Linked DNA regions of Sus scrofa: region 2 is linked to region 1. The links are chromatin contacts, called in public promoter capture Hi-C maps. All regions are on one chromosome and are shown on one strand. Each heading gives the region's core, a stretch centred on a gene start, on an enhancer-like site or on the middle of the called end of the contact. The rest is flanking DNA. Distances are from core to core; before and after follow the strand shown.

Region 1 (5,111 bases), core at 1,773-4,272:
ACATAGCAGTGAACAAAACATAAATCTCTTCCCTCATGAAGCTTACGTTTTCCTTAAAGTGACAAAGACTAATGAAATTTAATAATTAAATGATTTCTCCAGCTTTTTTTTTTTCATAATAGAATGACAGAGTTATAGTTTTAGAACGAAAAGAAAAATTTTTAGCTCAGGGATTCCTAGACTGTTAGATCTTGCCTGCCAAGTAAAATTTTTAGATATAATAAAAAATTGGGGAGGACCCATAGCTTTCACTGCTTTTTAGTTGGCCAAGTAAGGGTGTCAAAACAAACAAACACACCACCATAGTAGATCATTATTTCATATATGGAAAAGGATTTTGGTATTTTAACACTGGAAGAGAAAGACAATCTCAGAATAAAGGACCACTTTTTCCCCAAGAAAGGACCTCTGGCTACTCTACATGAACAGATGTTCTTACTCTTTCCATTTGGCAGTTGACTAGGGAAAGCTTTGTGGTTCATAGACCCCCATTTGGGAAGCATTGTTCTGGACCTACCAGAGTCTAATACTGAGTCAGCAAACAACAAACACAGCTAGTTTGCCTATTTCATCTGAATTTATGGGTCCATTCATTCATGTAAAGTCACAATTTGGTGAACAAAATGAAGCAGAATGATTGCTTGGAAAGATGACTTAAAAAAAAAACAAAACTGAACTGATGGATTCAAACAAAACGACCAATATAACAGTTCTATGGAAGCAGTCTTTGTCTTCCCAGAACACTAAAAGCATTCCAGCGTTAAACGGTGATCACGTACTATATTCGACAAACAAATCAGTTTCATACTCAAAGCACAGAGCATTTTATAAAATCATTAGTTTCAGATAATACACTGGCTGATAGGCAATTAAAGCCTGAGTTTCAGGAATTTAATTTCTACAAGGTCCATAACCTCCGGAAGGACCTTTGGCTCTCTTTGGCACCAAGATAACTTTTAAGTGTTTAACTTTGCCCTTCAATTATCTGAAGAGGTAGACTGTCAAAGCTATAAATACATGTTGTCTTTTAATACGTTGCTTTGCTTTAAAAGACCAGTCTTTGCCTCTCTATCCAAATTCAATCACCTCTTTTACAGTGGAAGAGCTTTTTGAAGTTTTAGGCCAAGATATGCACATTTCTGCTCTGGACCTCATCTTTGTTACCCCTGTCCTCATCATGTTACTACAAATCTGTCTCTTGGCTCTGAAGGTGGTGTCTAGAGGCTGACCAGGCACAATTTAAATCTTTTGTAATGGAAACGGGAGTTCGGTTTCACCAATGGAACACGCCATTCGAATCAGAACTTAAATCAATGCTGAACAGCCAGAATATTAGAACTTGGAGTAATATGAGGAGAATGAAAGCCAGATGTTATTAACTTTGCCTATTAACTGGGAGAAAATGTTACAGAGGCTACTCTAGGCCTAGACCATTCTTCCAGTTTCCAAAAGTGAGTCATGGGTGGGCAGATCTCAAACCCAATCAGGGAAAACCAGAGAAAAGAGGCAGGTGAGTATGACACAGAAAGTCTTGAGTTTGGGATCTTTTGCTTCAAACTTGGAACTTAAATCTCAAGTGACATTTTGACAGGATGATGTAGGTGAATAGGCACTCGGGTAGGAATACAAATTGGCACAGCTGTTAAAAACAGCAACTTAGAATTAGCAAAATTACAACTGCATACCTTGAGATCTAGTTCATGCTACTAGTGATCATTTTTTGAAGCTTTTCGTTGTGGCATTGATAATTATAGCAAGACTGGAAATAAATTTCATGCCTTTCCCCCACCCCTCTCACGCCTACAGCATGTGGAAGTTCCCAGGCCAGGGATGGAACCCCAGCCACAGCAGTGACCATGCTGGATCCTTAACTGCTAGGCCACCAGGGAACTCCTTTAATACCAATTTTTTTATGCAACTGGCTAAATAAATTATGGTACTTTCAAACAATGGATCACTATGCAGCTGGGTAAAAGAAGAGACACCATTTTACATACAAATATAACTGATCTTCAATTAGACTAAAATGCACTGTTTGCACACTGTGGGAAAAAGGTAATTCACAAAAATATACATCTTTGCTTCTACATTCATAGGCTGTCTCTGCAGGATCGTGAGAAACTTTTAACATTGCCTGCAACCTTCAGGGCTTCTAGGGATGGATGGTTTGTTTGTTTGTTTCACTATATGAATGTCCTTTGTTACCTTTTAAATTTTGAGACATGACAACAAATTCGCACTTACACACATGAGTGAAGGAAAAGGCCCTGTGTTTGCTAATACAATGAGTAAGCTTGCGAGTTCAACTTCAAACACCCGGATCCACCGTTGCCAGTTAAGTTTGTTAACCTCTGTGGCACAAGGCTGAAATGTGTCACAACCATCCCCAGTCCTCAAGTCGATTTTTCCTTCCGTTTCTGAAATCAGCCATGTGTCAGAACTCCTAGCAAACCTGGCATTCTTTGGAAAACACCAAAACACTTTTGCTTTCGTTGTATTAGAGGGAGGGGGGCTAAAAACATCAGGCCAGGTAATATCTGATCATAAATGAAATTCACTGTTTTTGAAAGTTCTCTGTAGCCATTAAGCTGCAGAAATACTAAGTGTTACTCAACAGAGTTAGTAATAATTACCATACAACACCTCAGTTCAGCACACCCTCTGGGCTCCACGCACCCTCACCAAAGGCTTCACCTTCGGGCTCCTCCTCCCGCTCCTCCTCTCGCTCCGCCTCCCGCCCCCTCCCCCTTGTATTTGCCTCTCTCAGCGCTTGGCGGGAGTTTCCTCGCGTGACTAGTCTGCGTAAGTGCGGAAGACGCACTGCAGCACCTTGGGCTGAGGGACGCCGGGTTTACTCTTTCTTTTCGTCTCTATGATCCTCTTTGTGACCCGTCGGAGAGCACTAGAGTCCCAGAGTTGCCTGCCAATAGTCCTCCAGGCCGACAGAGGGCAGTGCAAAAAGCTGACGTTCTCGCGAGAGGGGCGGTGTTCTCTCCACGTAGTGAGAGCGGAGCGCATGCGGGTTCGGTGGTGCGCGGTAGCTGGGGCAAAGACTGGACCTGGCTGGAGCTCGGGAGAGCGCGCGTGCGCGCTGTCGCGAGCTCGGCGCTGCCGGGGCTGCCGTGTAGGAGTGGGCATACGACCGCGGTGCGGGCCGCAGGCATGTTCCGAAAGGCCCGGCGAGTGAACGTGCGCAAGCGGAATGACTCGGAGGAGGAGGAGCGAGAGCGTGATGAAGAGCAGGAGCCTCCACCGTTGCTGCCGCCGCCGGGCACCGGCGAAGAGCCGGGCCCCGGCGACAGGGCCCCCGGGGGGGAGTCACTGCTGGGCCCGGGGCTGCCGCCGCCACCCTCCGCGCTGGCTCCTGGCCCCGGAACCGAGGCCGGGGGTTGCTTCCCGGGCGGCGCGGAGCCCGGCAACGGGCTGAAGCCGCGCAAGAGGCCGCGCGAGAACAAAGAGGTGCCCCGGGCCAGCCTGCTCAGCTTCCAGGACGAGGACGAAGGTAACTGCCGCGCTTCAGCGCCCCCAGACCCCGACATCCGTTTCCCCGGCCCCGACCGCGGGTCTCCGCATTCCCCTGACGCTCAGCCTCAGCCCCCGAGAAAGGAGCCCTTTCCCGCCGGATCTGCTGTACGTTTTCCCCGCCTCCGGCCTTCTGCTTTGGCAGGGGATGCGTTCCTGCGCCGCCACCAACCTTTTCTTAACTACCGCCTCCTTTTCGTCGTCTCGAACATTTTCTACTCCGAGGGGCCGGATCTCAGATTAGTCATTTAGAGTTTTTCAAGAAAAAATTCCGTGTTCCCTACTCTGCCTCTTCCTGGCAGGTGTGTTTTAGGGAGAACTCGAGTCGTATCCCCTGACTGCTCTTGGCACGTTCTCTGAGCCCTCTGCAGGTCAGTGTACCCAGTGGTATATGCACTGTACCCAGTAGTGACCCAGGTCACTGTACCCAGTAGGTAGGTCTCTTGGTCTCCTGGTCCTTGTCAGGCATCCTTGCTCAGGAAGGCAGGGTGTGTAAAGAGGAGTACTAGATTTGGGAACAGAAGCTCTGGTTGAAGAACTGGTTCTGAGTGACCTTGAACTAGTCCCTGGCGATCGCCGAGCCTCAGTTTACCCATGAAAGTGAATGGGGCTACAAACGTGCAGGCTTCCTCAAATTGACGCTTGGACAATGAAGCGAGGCGGTGTGAGGGGCCAGGCTGCAGTGGATTTAGATTTCTGATCCTAAATGAGCCGTAAGTCATTTCACTTGCCAAATTGTTGAGTGTGTAATATAACCCAATTAAGTGTATGTTGTAAAAAACGAAATCAAGACTTGTAAATCTCACATCTCGATGCAGGAACGCTTTCTTGTTTCTAGTAATAGGCAGTTTGTCTTTGGCTTTTGTGTGATTTTTTTTTTTTTTTTGGAGAGGAGTCCAGCCATTTTTTTGTTTTTGGTGATACAGGAACAATTTGCTAAAGTATTTTTGTTTGACTTTAACGTTTTCAAATTAAAGATGATGGCCACATCATCAAAACTTGTTTTTGAAAAGTGATTCTTTCTCAGCTTAGTATTGAAATAACAACATGTCAGTTTGTGATTGATATAGAGTTACTCAGACTTGCCAACTGTGTTAACTAGCACCTTTTGATTTTGGATATTTTGTTTCAGATACCTTAATAATTTGGTAGTTAGGTGCTTTTTCAGTGACTTTTTTTCCCCCCCTTGCTGAAATATGATTTAGGGAAGACAATAGGACCTAGGAAAATTGTGTGCAGTATCATGGCTTTTCAAGAAGTCTCAAATTGGCATTATTCCAGACTAATTTATGAAGTTGACTCAGTTTTTGAGAGCCTGTGACACGTGAAATAACTTTAAATTATGTCATAATTTGAAATGTATGTGTATATATTTGGACGAATTTGAAAGTTAGAGTGGAAGATACTGTCTGAAAATGGTTACTACAGACTGCGTTTAATTTTTTTATTTTTTAAGAAAATGAAGAAGTTTTCAAAGTGAAGAAATCAAGTTATAGCAAAAAGATAGTAAAATTGCTTAAGAAAGAATATAAAGAAGATCTTGAGAAATCGAAGATTAAGACCGAGCTCAACTCATTGGCCGACAGTGA
Region 2 (5,111 bases), core at 1,726-4,225, 300 kb after region 1:
CATCCTTCTTCACGAAGATTGAAGGGGGTCCCAAGTTCCCTCCACCCTCCCTCTGTCTCGGTTTTTGATGTTTCCTTGTTTAGAAAAGTAAGCAAGTAACTGCATGGTCAGATGCTGCTCTCCAGTGCTCAGCTATTGCCATCAAGCTCCACGGGGGAGGGTCCGCTGTCTCTTTATAGGCACTGATTTCTACACAGCCCTCCAAGTTCATAAAAAGGAACAGGACCGCTTGTCCCCAGGAAAACAGGGCATCAGGCTCTGAGGCCACAGGGATGGGAGAGGGGTGGGCTGGAGTGGGGAGTCACGTGATCAAGAGCCACTGCTTCAACTAAAACATTCAAGGGAACACTCAGACTGTCATCTTCAGAGCACAGGAATTTTCCTGGATGCTGTATGTCACATGGTAAGGGGATCTCTACAGGTCAATTAAGTCTCAAGTCAAATCAATCAACTTCGGAAGACTTCATCTTTCTCCTCAGTTGAGCCTTTTCTGACATTTTCCGAATGCCACACAAAGAATTTCCATCTAGACATGTCTGTGATTTAAGAGGTTATTTTTCTTTCGCTCTCCCCAAGAGGCTCCCTGACACTTTCTCCCTGATCTTCAGATCTCCAGAGTAAGGCTGACCAGAGGAAAAATGGGAGCTCCTTGTGGCTAGATCTGGCAATATCACCTCCCATCAAACACTGGCTCGGGGAGTTTTAAACCCTGGAATGTAGGTTCCCATTGAAAGCAGAAGAAAATTCCTCTTATCATTTATTCATGTAGAAAACCATGTACGAAAACAGCTATTTCCCAGGACAGAGCATCCCAGTTTGATAACTCAAGTTTCACCCTCTGTAACAACAGTTGCTGCATACAGACAATCCCAGGCTGGGGTGGTAACCTGCAGCCTGCTTCAAGGATTGTAACTGCTTCACTAAAGAAACAAACGCTAAGGGTCTATAATCTGTGAAAACAATCTAATGGTTACACCGCAATTTACCTCAAGCAATATTTGTTCAGTTACAATGATGTCACAAAAGAAGGGCTTGTCGGCTTTCAGTTCTTTGCTTAACAATATTCAGAGCCTGATGGTGGCTGAATTCAGCACTGCTTTCTATAGCTTACATCAGCAAAGACAGAACTTTTCTAGCAGCCAAGAAAGTTCTCTTACAAAAAATCAAAAGTCGATAGCACTTGAAATTCAGCATTTCCCAGCACATTTACCACAATGCTCTAACCCTCTGGTGCTGGATTTTAAGGACCACAGTTTCCTTGCCAAACAGGCATATCTTGGCTTCTTTTGCTAGGTAGAAACACTGCCTTGATATTAAATATTCAAAGCAAAGAACCTCTGACCCAAGGGCTCTCAGCTAACAATGACATTCTCTGTAAGTAAACTAGAAACCCAACTCAGCTCTGCTTTGCCAGGGTCCCCTGCCATGTAGGAGTCTACCGCACCAATAGGGCTGAGGAGTGACCATGATTATATTGCAAAAGACCCTGAGGCAGGGATACAGGAGCATGGACTTGGCAGAAGATGCTGGAGAAGGGGGAGCGTGGGGTTCAGGGCTGCTTCCTGGGCTGGGAAGGGGTGAGGAAAGGGTGAAAGGCCTCCAACCTGGCCAGGGGGAAACCCAGGTCTGATACAGGGACCTTGTTGGGCTAAGCAAGCCCGGCTGTAAAAATTCAGCTCCTATAGCCCTCATCAACCCAGAAACTTCTCTCACTTTGCAGCACCACACCTACCATCCCAGAACTGACCGAGATCAGCTGCCGGGGCCCTTGGTCCCAGTCACCAAAAAGAAAAACCTCACCCATTACTGGGGGGTGGGGGGGAGGTCGTTATTTTTGGTTAAGGCATTGGGGCTGCCAGGGGCAGATGCTGGTACTTTTGGTTAGTGAAGAGAGGTTACCGAGTCTCCTCTCTGTTCTGTAAGCTTCTAACTCATCTCCCACTGCATCTCCACCAGACCTCCCAGCCCGTGTCCGTATAGACTTCAGGTCAAGGGTCTCCTGGGCTGGTCTCCTTACATGGGCACCCGAGAGGCTGGTCGGGGCACACTCAGACTATGCGGATGGCAAACCAAGTGCAACGTGAACCAACACGTGTACCAACAGCGCCAAGAGGGGCACAGGTCTCAGCTTATCAACTTAAGGAGCTACCAGCGGACCCTCACCCATCAGAGCCGGGTCCTGCCACTGGGAAAGTGACGAGGTCAACTCACTGGAAGAGAAACTCCAAACACCATATGGACCCTTCCTTCGGGGGTGGGGCATCCCCTGCTGCCACCCCACACGCAGCTACATATACTAAGGTTTCACACTGGGCAAGAAAACCAGCTTTGATTGCGCCCCAACTTTAAACCAACCCGGCCTTGACCCCTCGGGCGTCCGCCCCCCTTCAACCTAGGGTTCAGCTGGGTGCACGGCGGCGCCGGGGGCACACAGGGAGGGAGGTCGATTCTTACCGGAGAAGTCCGTGAGCGCTGAGATCTCTTTGGAGCAGACCAGGACAGTGCAGTAGAAGAGGCGCAGCAGCTGCCCGGGCGGCTCTACCTGCCTGCGGAGGCCGGGATGCTGTGCGGGCTGGGGCGCGGGCAGTGGGCGCGCATGTCCCGGCAGAAGCATGGTGCGCAGCGCGAAGGAGCGCGAGCGCGGGCCAGGGGCGCGCCGGGGGTCGCTGGGCGGAGGGCAGCGTCACATGGCAGGACGAGTCGGTAGCCGGCGGATCCGCGGCCCCCTGCCACCTCCTGGCCCAGGCTGCCAGAGCCTCCTCCCCGGCGCGGGCCGGCACCGGCTCCCCAGCAGAGAGGAGGGGGCGGAGAACTGGGGCGGGGCCACGAGCCCCGGGAAGGATCCGCGTAGTTTCCCCGAGAGGAAATCTCCGCTGCGGCCGCGCGGGAGGAAACGAGGGCGGGGGGCGAAGGGAAAGTGTAGCCTCTCACGCTCCGAGGCTGCGGAGGCTGGTCCCTGGCGCGCCGCCCGCCGCAGAGGGCGCCCCCAGCAGCGCGCCGCGAGCCGCGCAACTTGAGCGCCCTTCCCGCCCGGGTCCCCGCCCCGAGACGGTCCGGCACCCCCGGCCGGGCCCGCTGGCCCCGTGCCAGCCTCGCCCTGGCCGCTGGAGGAGCGCGGCCGGTGCCGGTGACGCACTTTGGAGCCAGCGCTGCGCGTAGAGCCCCGTCGCCCCGGGGCGGGGCCGAGGCCGAGGTGGGGGCCGCGGGACGGTGGGGACCCGGAGGTGTGGAACTCAGCATTGACGTCTTTGCGACCTGCAGCGCTCCACGTGCCGAATCGCCAGGCTCGCACAGTTATCCCCATTTCACAGAAGAGGAGACTGAGACTCAGAGCATTGCTAAGTCTTAGGCAGCCAGGACGGGAACCATCGCGGGGCAGGCATTGTTCTCTGGATCAGGCGGCTCCAGAGCCGATTTCTTTTTGCTGCAACTGTTTTCTTTTGCGTATTGGTTGTCCGCCGCGCTCAGGGGATCTGACACTGGACCGGCACAAACAGCCGCCGAAAGCTAATAATTGGGCTTTGTTTTAAAATGGGCCACAGCATCTTTCTGAACCTCTCGATTACGCGCGGTGTAACCCACGTTTGGACACCCAGCCCGAAGAGGAGGAGCAGATTGCAGAGCCTGGCTTCGGGGGAACCGAAGACAAGTGCGTGGGGTGGGGGGGGAAATGCCGGCTGTGGTCCCTGGGGTCCACCGACCCAAACCGGCGGATTACGCGGGGCGTCCGGGCCAGGCGGCGCCGGCGGGAGGGAGGAGAGCCGGGCCGGCGGGCGCTGGGCACAAAGTGTTCCGGAACACCGCGGGAGGGCCTGCCAAGTTCTCGGCAGGCTTGACGCGGAAATGTAGATAATGAGGCCCAAGGGCGGGACCAGGCACAGTGCGCCCGCAGGCTCCGTCCGAACTGCCCCGCGTACGCCGCAGAAGGAGGCGCGGAGGCCTGGAGAAAGAAAACCGAGACTCGCTGGCCTACCTGTAGGACCCTCTTAGAGGCCGGCCGCAGGGATCGTGGAGGACCGGATGTCATAGGGTCCCACCTAGTGCTCCAGGGTCCCCGGGGCAGGGTGGGGGGAACTGAGATGCCGGCCCCTTCTTCCCTGTCTTGGGAATGGGAGTGGGAATGGGGGGATGCAAAGATCAGTATTTGTTCGTAGGACCCAGCCTGCCAAACACAATGATTTTTTAAAATCTACATTAAAGTACTCAACCTTCTCAATAACCCTTGGATGTAAGTATTCCTGCCTACTTTCTAGGTCTCTGAAACTGAGGCAAGGAGGGTGGGTAAGGATGCCTGGCACTTAAAAGCCGTTCGGTAAGGGACGTTTGCTCAAAACTCAGTTCCCTTACATTCTTTCCATTCCGTTCATTTACTTCAGATGTGAATTCGGTACCCCTGTGTGCCAGATCCTCTGCTGGGAACTGGGAGTGCTGGCACCAGAAGGGAACCAGGCTCCCTCAGGCCTAGGGGCTGCCACCAACTGTCCCATAGGGATGCACAGGCTTCCAGATGCCTGTGGGAGCACTGCTGCTGTGACAGCATCCCCTGGCTTCCTTATCTGTAAATGTCCCAGGCTCACTGTGTGGATTTAATGAGTTGATACGGGTGACATGGGTAGGACTGGGCCTGGAACGAGCAAGCATTCAGTCAGTAGTGGTCATTGGTACAGCCAGGAAGACCAAGGTAGAACAGGTAATGCCAAGTGAATGACAAGGGGCCATGAGAAGGAGCCAGAGAGGGGAGGGAAGGAGCAGGAGAGGGAGGTGCTAGGGACCTTTATAAGACAAGATGGTTGAGAAAGATGGGAAGAGTTGGCCAAACGAAAGCTAGGTATCTGTGGGGAGTGAACATCTTGGGATAAGGGATCAGCATATGTGAGACCCAAGAGGCACAGTTCCATAGAGAAGCGTGGAAGGGATGGAGCAGAGAGAAAAGGGCAGGGCAAGGTGACACAGAGAGGTCAGCGGCCAGAGCTCAGGGACCTATACCTTGGTGAGCACTTCCATCTTTTTTTTTTTTTTTTTTTTTGCCTTTTCTAGGGCTGCTCTCAAGGTATATGGAGGTTCCCAGATGAGGGGTCTAATCGGAGCAGTAGCAACCAGCCTACGCCAGA

The links. Promoter capture Hi-C pulls out the DNA fragments that hold promoters and counts their contacts.
Region 2: a contact with region 1 is called in a promoter capture Hi-C map of liver, with 3 times the contacts expected there. The contact joins the promoter of EVA1C here to the promoter of PAXBP1 in region 1. A contact is called at or near these places in 1 of 5 promoter capture datasets (liver) and 3 of 47 Hi-C or Micro-C datasets (heart right ventricle and liver).

The regions. Positions count from the first base shown.
Region 1 is chr13:196,369,169-196,374,279 of Sscrofa11.1, reverse strand. It overlaps PAXBP1 (PAX3- and PAX7-binding protein 1), which reads left to right and starts at 3,022. Exons shown (of 18, transcript XM_003132753.5): 1 at 3,022-3,502; 2 at 4,979-5,107. The coding sequence starts at 3,163. It overlaps LOC106505849 (a long non-coding RNA gene), which reads right to left and starts at 2,885. Exons shown (of 4, transcript XR_001300667.2): 1 at 2,634-2,885.
Region 2 is chr13:196,065,507-196,070,617 of Sscrofa11.1, reverse strand. It overlaps EVA1C (protein eva-1 homolog C), which reads right to left and starts at 2,975. Exons shown (of 8, transcript XM_021070917.1): 1 at 2,455-2,975. The coding sequence starts at 2,614.